4 separate regions of the Mus musculus genome follow, and all the other regions are linked to region 4. Evidence: chromatin contacts called from public HiChIP or PLAC-seq and promoter capture Hi-C data. All regions are on one chromosome and are shown on one strand. The core of a region is the stretch at or near the end of the contact, and the rest is flanking DNA. Distances in the headings are between cores, read along the strand shown. Region 1 has its middle 5.6 kb from the start of Taf8. Region 2 holds the start of Polh (polymerase (DNA directed), eta (RAD 30 related)). Region 3 holds the start of Bysl (bystin-like). Region 4 holds the start of Cnpy3 (canopy FGF signaling regulator 3).

The links. Promoter capture Hi-C pulls out the DNA fragments that hold promoters and counts their contacts. HiChIP or PLAC-seq counts read pairs in DNA pulled down with a chosen protein or histone mark.
Region 1: a promoter capture Hi-C map of erythroid cells shows a contact between it and region 4, with 6 times the contacts expected there. The contact joins the enhancer-like site here to the promoter of Cnpy3 in region 4. A contact is called at or near these places in 5 of 39 promoter capture datasets (erythroid cells, hippocampal neurons, liver and 1 more), 1 of 115 datasets of contacts at active chromatin or transcription factors (stem cell-derived neural progenitor cells) and 1 of 9 other capture datasets (adipose tissue).
Region 2: an H3K4me3 HiChIP or PLAC-seq map of the SCID.adh cell line shows a contact between it and region 4, with 9 read pairs. The contact joins the promoter of Polh here to the promoter of Cnpy3 in region 4. A contact is called at or near these places in 6 of 39 promoter capture datasets (the C10 cell line, the HPC-7 cell line, hippocampal neurons and 2 more), 4 of 115 datasets of contacts at active chromatin or transcription factors (the SCID.adh cell line, astrocytes and embryonic stem cells) and 1 of 9 other capture datasets (macrophages).
Region 3: an H3K4me3 HiChIP or PLAC-seq map of bone marrow-derived macrophages shows a contact between it and region 4, with 4 times the contacts expected there. The contact joins the promoter of Bysl here to the promoter of Cnpy3 in region 4. A contact is called at or near these places in 2 of 39 promoter capture datasets (embryonic stem cells and liver), 1 of 484 Hi-C or Micro-C datasets (B cells) and 2 of 115 datasets of contacts at active chromatin or transcription factors (astrocytes and bone marrow-derived macrophages).

What each region holds. Positions count from the first base shown.
Region 1 is chr17:47,506,386-47,509,402 of GRCm38.p6, forward strand. It overlaps a transcript of Ccnd3 not described here. Among named protein-coding and RNA genes, the nearest start is that of Taf8, 5.6 kb to the left of the region's middle. Within about 2 kb of position 1,731, at least 284 of the 459 cell types and tissues checked have an H3K27ac peak or open chromatin away from gene starts, as enhancers often do. A contact at or near this core is called in adipose tissue, erythroid cells, liver and 1 more, where this site is marked.
Region 2 is chr17:46,201,310-46,204,179 of GRCm38.p6, forward strand. Polh (polymerase (DNA directed), eta (RAD 30 related)) reads right to left here and starts at 1,332. Exons shown (of 11, transcript NM_030715.4): 1 at 1,088-1,332. Xpo5 (exportin 5) reads left to right here and starts at 1,502. Exons shown (of 32, transcript NM_028198.3): 1 at 1,502-1,716. The coding sequence starts at 1,612.
Region 3 is chr17:47,610,011-47,612,939 of GRCm38.p6, forward strand. Bysl (bystin-like) reads right to left here and starts at 1,482. Exons shown (of 7, transcript NM_016859.3): 1 at 897-1,482. The coding sequence starts at 1,161. Gm20517 (predicted gene 20517) reads left to right here and starts at 1,575. Exons shown (of 9, transcript NR_157366.1): 1 at 1,575-1,682. It overlaps Med20 (mediator complex subunit 20), which reads left to right and starts at 1,575. Exons shown (of 4, transcript NM_020048.4): 1 at 1,575-1,682. The coding sequence starts at 1,669.
Region 4 is chr17:46,750,884-46,753,959 of GRCm38.p6, forward strand. It overlaps Cnpy3 (canopy FGF signaling regulator 3), which reads right to left and starts at 1,331. Exons shown (of 6, transcript NM_028065.4): 1 at 1,090-1,331. The coding sequence starts at 1,240.

The DNA of each region.
Region 1 (3,017 bases), core at 481-2,980, 760 kb after region 4:
TGAGATCAGAGTTTCTAGCTACAGAGACTTGAGATGGGAAGTGTCTCTGATCATTCCGTCACGGCATCAGTCTGTGCTCAATCCTTGAACCCGTGGTCATGGCTCCCACGGTTGTGTTTCTATTGCTCAAGGACTTGGGGTCCTAGCAGAAAGTTACACAGCACCGTTGAGTGTAAGTGGGTTAGACGTAGCGTTTCACTGTCTGTCTTTAATAGCTGTATTAGATCATCTAGTAGGAGCTCGATTTTACAGATGAGGAAACTTGGGCACAGGAGGTAAAGAGATCTCTATAAAGAGGGAACAAGAAAGGAGTGTCAGGGAATTAGAGAGATGGCTCAACAGTTAAGGGCACTTACTACGACTGCAGGAGACCCAGGTTCGGTTCTCAGCATGCACATGGTAGCTCACAACCACTTGTTGAAGCCCTGGCCCCAACCCCTGGTATCCACCTGTCTCCCTCCCTGTCCAACCTCACTGTGCTTGGATTACTAACATTGGCCACTTTTACATGGCTGCCTGAGATCTTAACATGCACACCAACTCCTTCTCCACGAGCCACGGCCTGAGTTCCATTTGTCCTTTGAGTCTTGTAACCCAGGTTGGCCTGAAACTATGTGGGTGAGCTGACTTTGAATGTCTGGTCTCTCTGAAGAGTGCCAGGGTTAAAGGCATGTGCTACCTACCACACCTGCTTTGTCATAGGCACATTCAGACTCTCTCGGGGCTGGTGAGATGGCTCAGTGGGTAAGAGCACCCGACTGCTCTTCCAAAGGTCTGGAGTTCAAATCCCAGCAACCACATGGTGGCTCAAAACCATCTGTAATGAGATCTGACTCCCTCTTCTGGAGTGTCTGCAGACAGACTTAGACTCTCTCATCCTATGTCTCACGAAGAACAGTGGACCTTGGAATCTGATTAAGAAGATGATATAGAAATGGGAGGAGCTTAAGGTGCTCTCCCCTCGAATCTCCCGTGTCACTTCATGAAAAGCAGCACCCTTGGATCTACTCCCTGCAAGTTGGAGACAGTGTCTGTGAGGGATGTGAGCCCCTCTACAGGGCAGCCTTCCTGAAGTCTAGTTGTTTTCTCTGCCTCCTCTCCGAAACTCTTGGTTTCTCCGAGGACCTCTCTGCATAGATTTGGAGATGCCCAGGGCAGGTCTCTATGTCTGCTATGATCACGACTCAATTTGCAATCCCAGTACTCAGGAGGTAGAGACAGGCCAGGCCAGTGTCTGTGAGTTGAGTTTGAGGGCAGCCTGGTCTACATAAGTGAGACCTGCACTAGAAAGACCAACTTACAGGGCTGGAGAGGTGGCTCAGAGGTTAAGGGCATTGGCCGAGATACTAGAGGACCTGGGTTCAATTCCCAGTACCCAGTTGTCTGCTCAAAATGTCTGTAACTCCAGTTCCAGGGGCATCAGAAGCCCTCCCTTGGTCTCCACCACACATGCACAGGGTGTGCATACCTACATGTAGGCAAGAAATCCATATGTGTAAAATAAGTAAAAGTTGTTTTTGTTTTGTTTTGTTTTTTGTTTTTTCAAAGAACGTCTAAGCATTGATCCTAAGAAGGGATGGGTGTTGATGTCGGGTTTGAGGGTGAGGGACTAAGGTTGTGAAGTGTATGAATAATGCAAACAAAGTTCCTCTGCGCCCTCCCACCTCTTCCTCTCTGCTCCCAGGGTCTGGGCACAGTGGAACCCTGGGCACGCCCCTTTCCCTCCGCCCTCACTTGTAGAGCAAGAACAGCCTGTACCCTTGAGAAACCACAAGAGGAAGTTTAGGGCGGATTGTGGGTGGGGAAAGTTCTGGGACCTCTGCCAAGTTTCCCTTTCCCTGCTGAACGGTAGGTGTGTTTATTTTGCCCACAGACTTTTAAAGTTTAAATCCTCTGCGTTTCAAAGAGCTGTCAATTCCTGTCCTTGTCCCTGTCCCTGCTGCCGACCTAGGGCACCTTTCCTGCAGTAAGACTGGAGTCTGTGTCTTCTCTGGTCTCAGCCCCTCACTTTCTCCCTAAAGCACCCCTAAAAACCTTTGAACTCTGGGTCATGTGGCTTCAACAACCACTTAGGGGCTCCGTAGTGTTTCTCACCGTAATTCTAGGTGCGCATGTGCGTGCACCTCTGTCCCAGCTTATCATCTTGAAAACCAGCGTCCAGAGAGAGTTCACATAGTCAGACAGCCATGGCTATGTAGAGAGACCCTATACACCAGAAAAGCACAGGCTGTTTTTTCAGATGACCCAGGTTCAATTCCCAGCAACTCACAGTTGTCCATTTGTCACTGCAGTTCAGGGGATTTGATGCCCTTTCCTTCCTTCCTTCCTTCCTTCCTTCCTTCTTTCCTTTCTTTCTTAAATATATATATTTTAAAGATCTATTTATTGTTATATGTAAGTACACTGTAGCTATCTCCAGTCACACCAGAAAAGGGCATTAGCTCTCATTATAGATGGTTGTGAGCCACCATGTGGTTGCTGGGATTTGAACTCAGGACCTTCAGAAGAGGAGTCAGTGCTCTTAACCACTGAGCCTTCTCTTCAGCCCTGAGACCCTTTTTTTTTTTTTTTTTTTTTTTTGAGACAGGGTTTCTCTGTGTAGCCCTGGCTGTCCTGGAACTCACTTTGTAGACCAGGCTGGCCTCGAACTCAGAAATCTGCCTGCCTCTGCCTCCCAGGTGCTGGGATTAAAGGAGTGCCCCACCACCGCCCGGCTCTGAGGTCTTTTTCTTAAGGTCTACAAGTTTTGATCAGGTTTATGTGCTCTGCCACTTTAAGAATTAGGAAGTAGGAAGCAGCTGGTAGTGTCGAGGGAAATCTCAGACTGCAAGCAGACAGCAGCAGACAGAACCAACGGTTGAAGGGCAGGTACTGGGAATGAGGAAACACATGCGGCAGACACACAGAGAAACAGACCCTGCAAGGCAGAGTGCAGACTTGGGAAACAAAAAAATTGAAGGCTGGAGGCCTTTTTAAGTCTCTCAAAAAGTCCTTCTCCCCTAATTTAGGGTTGGTCA
Region 2 (2,870 bases), core at 82-2,581, 550 kb before region 4:
ATGAGCCCCGAGCTGCTTGCTCCTCCCACCAAACGCTGAGATGACGCAGACAGTCTTAAAGGCTCTCGAGACAATTCCAATGTGCAGTAGCTTTGCATACCAATGGCCTATCACAAATAATACTTTACAGAAACACAGGAAATTCATGATTTAAATACAAGAAACAGGTTATACAGATGAGTGAGCTAGCACCCAACTGTAACTTTAAACAGTTATTTTTCAAATAAACAATCACATTGAAAACAGTGCCAAGCAACTACTACTACAAAGCTGCAAAATTACTGTAAAGAAAATAATTAAGAAGATACTGAATGTTCAAAGCATTAACACCTTACAAATCTCGCCCCTCACCTAAAACAAAATGATCGTACGTTTAGAAACCTTTTACACTTAAGTCAGGCGTCCTTGTGCTCTGGCGTGGCTTTTCTGTAGTACTGGAACAGATAAAGCTAGAAGGTGGCAAATGTATTGTCGCAATCAATACAGGATAAGTACCATATTCAATATAAATATCAGAGGTAAAACTGGAAGCGAAGCTGTGATTTAAGGGCAACAATTTACTAAGTGGAAAAACACCTCCTAAAACATATGCAGGATAAGAGATGATACAGCCTTAAGTCTTTTATGTGTTCCTTTCGTACTTTTATGTATTGGCAAAGTCTGCACAATGCCAAAACGTAAAAGACTACGTAAATTTGGGATGGGTTTTGTTTCGTGAGGCAGGGTCTCACTTTGCAGCTCAGTCTGGCCTCAAACTGGAAGCAATCCTCCTGCCTCAGCCTCCCAGAGGTATAGTTGGGATGCGTTTTCCAACATCTCAGTTCATCCCATTCTGTACAAAAGCACGTTTGGGAGTCGGTCGTGTAGTAAGACGCACGAGAAAATATGGACCAGTGAAGAGGAAGGTTTAAAAATTACAAGAAAAACTCTTTCTACAAGAAAACTCTCCTTAGAGACACTCTTAGAGCCTTCTCTCCCAGTAAGCATGCTTTTCATTTCGGCCCAGTCACCCCCAAGTAAAAGCGACAGCCAAGGCTTCAAAAGCCATCCGATATAGCGATCCCGAGCCGTGTTTTAATGTCCTTACCAAGGCGACACCTGTCAAAACTGCCAAGAGCGAAGCTGCGGGCTCCGGGCGGAGTCCAATGACAGCGTCTAGATGTCGTCGTCGCCTTCCCAGGAGCAAGTGAGTGTAATCTGATAACACAGATCCGAGTAGGTAGCCCTAGGCTCCCGCCGAGCCAACAGCCCTTCCAGCCTGCAGGTTTACGCCCCACAGCAAGCCCAGAGGAAATTTGGAGTTCAGCACCGCGCGCGCCGCGAGGGACGGTTGACGCGCCTGCGCACCGCGGAACTTCCGTTCCCCAGCCCCGCCCCGCCAGGCGCGGCCGTCACCCGAAGCGGCCACTTCCGCGCGCGCATGCGCCGTGGCGGCTCCGGCGCATGCGCAGCGCTGGGTTCTTCCCAGCTCCAACTTCTGGGACTCACGCTCCTCCCTCCCGTTTCCCCACCCCCAGCCCGCCGCGGCCCGGTATCAACGTGTGGTCCCGCCAGGGGAACTGTGCGTAACCTCGTGCTCCCGGGACGCCGGTGGGGTTCCCGGCTCTAGCCATGGAGATGGAGCAAGTGAACGCGCTGTGCGAGGAGCTAGTGAAAGCGGTGACGGTCATGATGGACCCCAGCTCTACCCAGCGCTACCGGCTGGAAGCCCTCAAGGTAGCTGGGGTCCTGGCGGCCTGGGCCTGCCCCGAGAACCCTATCCCAGGCTTCCCTCACGGCCTCTCCAAACTCAGTTTGTCTCCTGCCTATGCGGCCTTTGATCTTCCCACTGCCCGTGGGGAGGGTGGCTTCTGGTCGCGGCCCTCACCTCCTCCCACTTGAGTCTTTTCTTGCCTGCGCGCTTGCCTTTGCATCACACGCAAGGGTCCCTAACTGTTGCACATCTCCTCGCCATGTCTCAGTGGCTTTTTTGCCCACTCCTCACTTCTCTTCACTCTAGATCACACCGCGGTCTCCACCCACGCAGGCTGTGCCGGCTCTGACGCCGGGGCAAACCCCACATTCCCTGGCGTTCCGGGAGCGCACGTGCAAATTCCTGCCCCAGTGCCACCTTCATTCTTCCCTGCTGATCACTCCAGACTTGTGCTGATTCTAGATCCCCGTGTGTCCATTTTCTTACATCCTTACATACCTCTATCTTTCGAGTCTTGGCCATCTCTGGGCTAATTTGTGACGCTCCTTCCTCGTTTATACCTGTGAGATAGTCTCCGGCTGTTTTTGCGCGAAGACGAGCTTTACCACCGGCTTTGCATTTATTTGCACCGGGGCACTTTGGTTTCCTGGAAGTAATTCTCTTGCGTCCCGGGTGCTCTCTGCGCCAGGGTCTAGTTCAGCTTTTGCTATTTGGGAACGCTAATACCTTCAACAGAGCTTCTCTCTATTAGAGTAAGCGCCAACATATAGATGTATGTGGCACAGGATTTGGAATCAAACAACTCTGTTTGCTTTGTCTTTGATTGTGAAGAATTTTACATAGGCAAAGAAACAGAGCACCAGAGTGATCCCGAATAGGCCTGTGACCTAAACTCAGATGATACACAGATTTGCTTGTTCACTGACTCCTCCTGGCACCCTTAGTTTTGAAAGCTAATTCTAGGGGTTGACATTCAACTTGTATGGGTATATCTCTAGCATTTTTTTTTGTACTCTCTTAGATCCAGTTTAGTATTAACATGACTAATATCTAAATGGAGAGTGTCAGTATTACTAATCTAGATTTTCGCATCTTAAAAATACAGCTAAAAGGACAGCAGGTAACCCCTGCTACTGGGAAGACTAAGGCAGGGGATACAAAGTCAGGCAGCTATCAG
Region 3 (2,929 bases), core at 232-2,731, 860 kb after region 4:
AAAAGCTGCTGTAGGCCCAAAACCATGTTCAAATGTGTCAATATTGCTTTTTAGGAGAAATAAGAATGGAAGATTAAGCAACTGGGAGGTGAACAACAATTCCTCCCCAGTGAGACAGGTGGCAGTACCCACCCCTCTTCCCCCTTTTAGCCCGTAAACAATACTGTTTCCCCTCCCCTGTCGCTGGGACAGGGACAGTCCCCACTTGCTTTTCAGGTCTTATTCGAAGGACATGAAATCTGGGATACCCACCATGTAGAATTAATGTTCATCTGCTTTTTTGTTTAAATAGAAATATCATCACTTTTTTCCTCTCTCTTGAGAGACAGGGCTCGTTAATCTGAAATTTACTATATAGCCAAGAAGGTCTTCTGCCTTGCTTCTCGAGTGCTGGGATTACAGGTGAGCCTCGCCACTCCTGCTTGGAATATGTAACTCTATTTAATGGGTGCCTTGAGCTAGACTTCCGGTGTTATCAGGAGGAACGAATATCTTATTTCTGTATCAAAACTGCCTAAAAACTTAACACAGCTCAAAACATTATGCAGGCAGTCCACAAATACTTCAAACGCCCAGAGGATAAATAAATAAATGCTAGACCACCAGGTGGTGGTGGTACCCGCCTTTACTTGGGAGGCAGAGGCAGGCAGCTTTATGAGTTCGAGGCCAGCCTGGTCTACAAAGTGAGTTCCAGGACAGCCAGGGCTATACAGAGAAACCCTGTCTCGAAAAAAACCTAAAATAAAATAATGCTAGAACTGGTGTGAGAGATCACTTTTCGTTGGCTTAACTCTGAATTCTGGAATTCAGGAGTGGAAGTGGAGGAACACGCCGGTAAAGTATTCTGATGGGGTGTCAGACCGGCCCAACTCACGACTCCACCCCTTGTCACTCACCCAGCCGCGTGGCGCGCTCTCGCGGTGGTGCTGACCGATCACCAGCCCCATGGTCAGTTTCGAGCTCCTCCTGCTGTTGTCTGGCTTGCTGCAAAATCCGTCTGCTTAGCCGGGGTCCCACATACTCTTCCTCCTCTTCGACCTCACGCCCCCGCCGTTTTTCTCGGGTCCCCGCGCGCACTGCGTTCCCAGCCAGGATCTGCTCGGCCAGAGGTGCATGCTTCTCCCGATTGCTGGCCCCACGTGTCACCTTGAATTTGGGCATTTTGGCCGAAAAAATTGCCCACCAGGTTCACACGTGTGAAGCCGGCTAAAAAGCCGATACTGCGCTTGCGCTGTGTGTTCCGATCGCCAAGAGGCCACTGAGAGATCACAGTGCCCCCCAGCGTTAGGAGGCCGGAAGTTCCTCATCTATTACTCTCAGGAAGAGCTTCGGGACCTATAGCAGGAGCCCCCAAATTCTCAGGTAATCTCATTAGAAAGGTGGATGTCCAAGTCACCCTTTTCCAGAATTCATGAAAGTAGCCTAGGGCGTCCTGTCAACCCGTTGGACGCCTTGGGGGCGGAGCCGAGTCGATGACGTTCTAGAAATGTCACCACTGGGTACCAGAGATGGCGCTCCCTGTGGGCGTGTCGCCGCGGCGCTCAGTATTTGCGCATTTCCGGCGGTCGATCAACGACTGCTTCCTGTGTTTAGGGGGCCGCCGTTCGCGTGAAGGTCTGGAGTCTCTGAGTTCGAGGGTTTGGAGGCGCCACCTTTTGATCCTTCGCTATGGGAGTGACGTGGTAGGACTTGAAGGGCTTCTGTGGTGACGGAGCATATAGGGTCGTGAAGGTGTCTGTGGGCCTGTGATGGCCCGGGGAAAGGGATTTTGACCGAGGTTCTCGGTTCCTCGGGGGGCTGACCAAGATGTCTTCCGGTTGTGTGGATGGGGGACACTGCGTGGGACTTCTCTCTTCCCAGACACACCCCTTTGGCAAAGGGAGCAGCGCATCCCTAGGACCCGCCAGGAGTTGTACCTTTTTCTTGGTACCTCTTCCTGTCCTTGAGGCCTTGTAGTGTCGCTACTAGCACCCAAAGGTTAGAAATAGGGTTTCTAGATTAGGAGTTGTTCGCAGAAAGGGATAAGAGTGGCGCGAGGAGAAAGTGACTTTTCTATTTTGCTTGCAGTTACAGACTTTGAATTGGCCATTTTAAGGTGTTGGGGCTAGTGACAGAGGTAGGAGGAAAGGAGCGGTTGGGAGTTTGGAGTTCGGAGTACCAGGCAGAGACAATTTTTCGAGCTGGGTGTCTCACTGTGTAGGCTTGGGAGGCCCGGAACTCACTCTGTAGAACAGGCTGGACTCGAATTCACAGAGATCCACCTGCCTCTCTCTGCCTCTCAAGCGCACGGATGAAACGGACGCGAGCCACCATCGCCTGGGCTTCAGACAGTTTTGATTGACTTTTATCTTAAACATGTTTGAAGTCTCACTTGATAAAAAGGCAGTTGGTAAGGTTTGGGCACCGTGCTTTTCTGGGTATTAATTTTAAAGTACTCGGCCTCAGCACTTAAAAGTCTTGGTAGTGGTGTGCTTCTTTCCAGTTAAAGAAGCTTGGAGGCCAGGGGCCACAGGTCTGCCCTGTGAAAGGAAGGCTCTTGCCACAGTTGACACTAGGAGCCTCATCTCATACTTCTACCCTACTGTAAAGAATGCCTGTGAGCAATGAAGACAGATCACAGCAGAGTCATTTAGAGTTCAGTTTCCCTGTTTGCAGTAAGTTGATACAGGACAGGGCCTTTCCTGGGGCCTTTGGAAGAGTCAGGCAATCCATCTGAGGGCTGATGCCTTTGATTCCAACATTTGGGAGGCAGAGTCAGGCAAGTTTCTGTGAATTCCAGGCCAGCCTGGTCTACCAAGTGAGTTCCAGGAACTCTTGGGGACTGATGGGTGGGGATCAGAGATGTCTAAGTAACTCCTAGCCCTGCTGATCCGTTACCTGTTGGGGAATTGAGTGGCTTAGCCAGAAGCTCTGTGTCTCTGGACCCTGC
Region 4 (3,076 bases), core at 81-2,580:
GAACCTGGAGCGTGATCATTTGGTTGGACTGGCTGGTCTCCTGTGCATCTCTTTAGGTGCGGAGGTGCGGGGATCAGGGGTGCACAAACATTGCAGCGTCTGGCTTTTTATATCTGTCTTGGGGATCTGAACTCAGATCCTCTGGCAATCACTCTACCCACTGAGCCGAGTCCCCTGCCCCCATTCGCCACACATTTAACAGCTCAAATGGGAGGATTAATGTGTCCCAAACCACCAGCCCAGCATCCAGTGCTTAGGGAACATCTGGCCTGTGTACATCTGCTTGGTGCATAAAATGGATATCCAGAATACTCGGGGGAGGGGGGCCTTCGAGGACTTAGAAAGAAGGTCGATGGCTGCAAAGGTCTGAGAGGAAACTGAGCAATGATGAGCAGGGCAAAAGAGAGGTCTCAGTTCCTTGTCCTTCGATTTTTAAAATCTACCTCCTTCACTTCAGTCTCCTCTGCGCTCGATGCTTTCAAAAAAGTGACCTCTTGATCCTTTGAGTGTGAGTCTCTTCTCTCCACATACACTCACCGCCCCTCCATATAATCCTATGTAAAGCCCCCCCCCTTTTTTTTTTTGGTCTGCCAATAAATATTTGCAACTCAGTACCTGTTCTCAAGAAGCCAAAACCATACACAAATTAGGTTGTAGTGAAAGCACCACGGGAAAATTTTCAGGTTCCCTTTTCTACGTCATATGGACCTTTTCAGTTCCTCAAATTCGCCCTCTGGCTTCTAGGCCGGCAGGGCCTCCTCATCTGCCTCTGTTTCTGTGGTTTCTGCGGAGTGAGTTCCTCTGCACGCCATGCTTTCCCTGGCCAACTCTTCATTTCGCAGCAGGCTTCCTGTATGAAGCCTTCCCTCCACCCCCACCTCTAGTCTTGATGAGCAACTACCCCCGGATTCGCCCAAAAGCAGGGATCTCCAGGTTATCCGAGAGTCACAGCACCCAGCATTGCCGCAAAGCACACAGCAGGGCCAAGGAGACCCCAGCCCAGGTCCTGCCAGGCCCAGACCCTTCCCACAGGCCCCGCCCCCTCCCGCCCCTCGGGCTTGGCTACGCCCCGCGGCCCCGCCCCCTCACCTTCGCATTTGCTGGGCAATCGCACCCAGTCGGTCTCCTCAGCCCCGGCGGGACTCGGGCCTAGCTTCGGGGCAGGAAGGAGCAGCAGCGGAAGCAGCAGCAGCAAAGGAAATAAGAGGCAGCGGGGCGCGAGCTCAGACATGGACTCCATGGCCCAGCCGGACCCAGAGCAGAGCGGACCCGGCGGCGCTTCCTCCGGCAGCGCGCGCGGAGCAGCTTCCCCCGGCCGCTTCCGGGACTGCGCACGTGCCTCTGGGTAACCACGGCAACGGCGAGCTCCGGCCCGCCCCACGCCCGGTAGCCTCTAGCGGCTTGCGAAACCGACCAAGGCCCGCGGGCGACGCAACCAATGGGTTCGCTCGGCGTCTGCTTTATAGCCAATGAGAGGAACTATCTTTTTTTTTTCCCATCTCAGCCAATCAGAGAGCGGATGGTGGCTTTGGCGCCCTATAGCGATATCACTGCCAGCTAAAGGAGGCTCAGTAGCTGGAGCATCAGTTCCTAGCGGGTGAACCTTCATCATACCTTGGATGAACCAGCCTTGGGCATTCTAGCCCTGGATAACGGACTATCTTTCATGGTTTTGTTTCTTGTTTTCTGTCTTTTGTTCTTCGAGACAGGGTTTCTTTGTATCCTTGGCTGTCCTGGAATTTACTGCGTGGACCAGGCCGGCCTCGAATTCAGAAATCCAGCTGCCTCTAAGTGCACCTCCACACCGGGCCTCGTGGTCCTCTCCCCGCACCCCCACCCCCATTAAGGTGTTAATAAAAAAGTCTTTATATATTTATTTTGGGTTGGAAGACGACTGGAATCAGTTGCCTCCTTCCACCATGTTGGTTCTGGACCTCAAACTTGGATCCTTAAGGCTTAATGGTGGCCCTCTTTAGTCACTAACCTAACTCATCAACCCTAACCATGGCTTTCTTTATAAAGTTGCAAGCACTCACTAGACACCGGCTTTTAAGGCTTATTATTGCAGCCACTCACTCGAATAGATACTTAGGGCCTCACAACAGCCCAGATATCCAGTAATTGCGTTTCTCCTTATGAAAACTAGATTAATAAACAGATAAGAGTGATCCTCTTAGCCGGGCATGGTCACACGACTTTAATCCCAGCACTCGGGAGGCAGAGGCAGGCAGATTTCTGAGTTCGAGGCCAGCCTGGTCTACAAAGTGAGTTCCAGGACAGCCAGGGCTGCACAGAGAAACTCTGTCTCGAAAAACAAACAAAGAGTGATCCTCCTACATCTCGAGGTTTGCCTGTTGGGAAGCTCAAATCAATAATTCATGAATTAATGGAATTAAAAAAGAAATCCCTAGTTTTAGGGATGTTGCTCACTGGGAGATCTTTGCCTAGCACTTGACTACCATGTGCAAATCCCTGGTGATCCATCTCCAGGCTGGCATAAACCTGTCATTGGCTATATAGTGAGGGGGAGGGAGATATAGCCTGAGCTACTTGAGGCCATATCTACAAAACAAAACAAAACCACCTTGAAGTATGTGGGACAGATGGATAAACATCCCAGCATTTTTTGTATGGTATTCCAATCTCTTTTGTTATTTGTTTGGATTCTGAGCTCCTAAAAGGCAGGAACCTGGCATTGGACATTTACACTTCTCTCCTGCCTCTGCAGCATCAGGGGACTTGAGCTAAGAGATCCTTGCTGAGGGCTCCCTGGCTGAACACAGACCTTCCTTAGCTACAGAGGGGCTGCCTCGTGTGCATGAGGTTCTGGACTCAATCTGGCAGGAGATAAAAAGTGGGCAATATCAGTCAGGTGGGATGGTGCGGCTCCATCACACCAGAGAAGGTGAAGGCAGAAAGAAAGACCATAGCTTTTGGGAGAAGCAGAAGGATGAAGAGTTCAAGGCCAGCCTTGGTCCTAGGGGGACTCTCTGACTCCTCAGGTTTCCTTTAAACTGCCTTGAGCTCAACTCTGGGAAGCTGTTAGCAACTGCAGCGTTGTCCAGAAAGCTCCGTT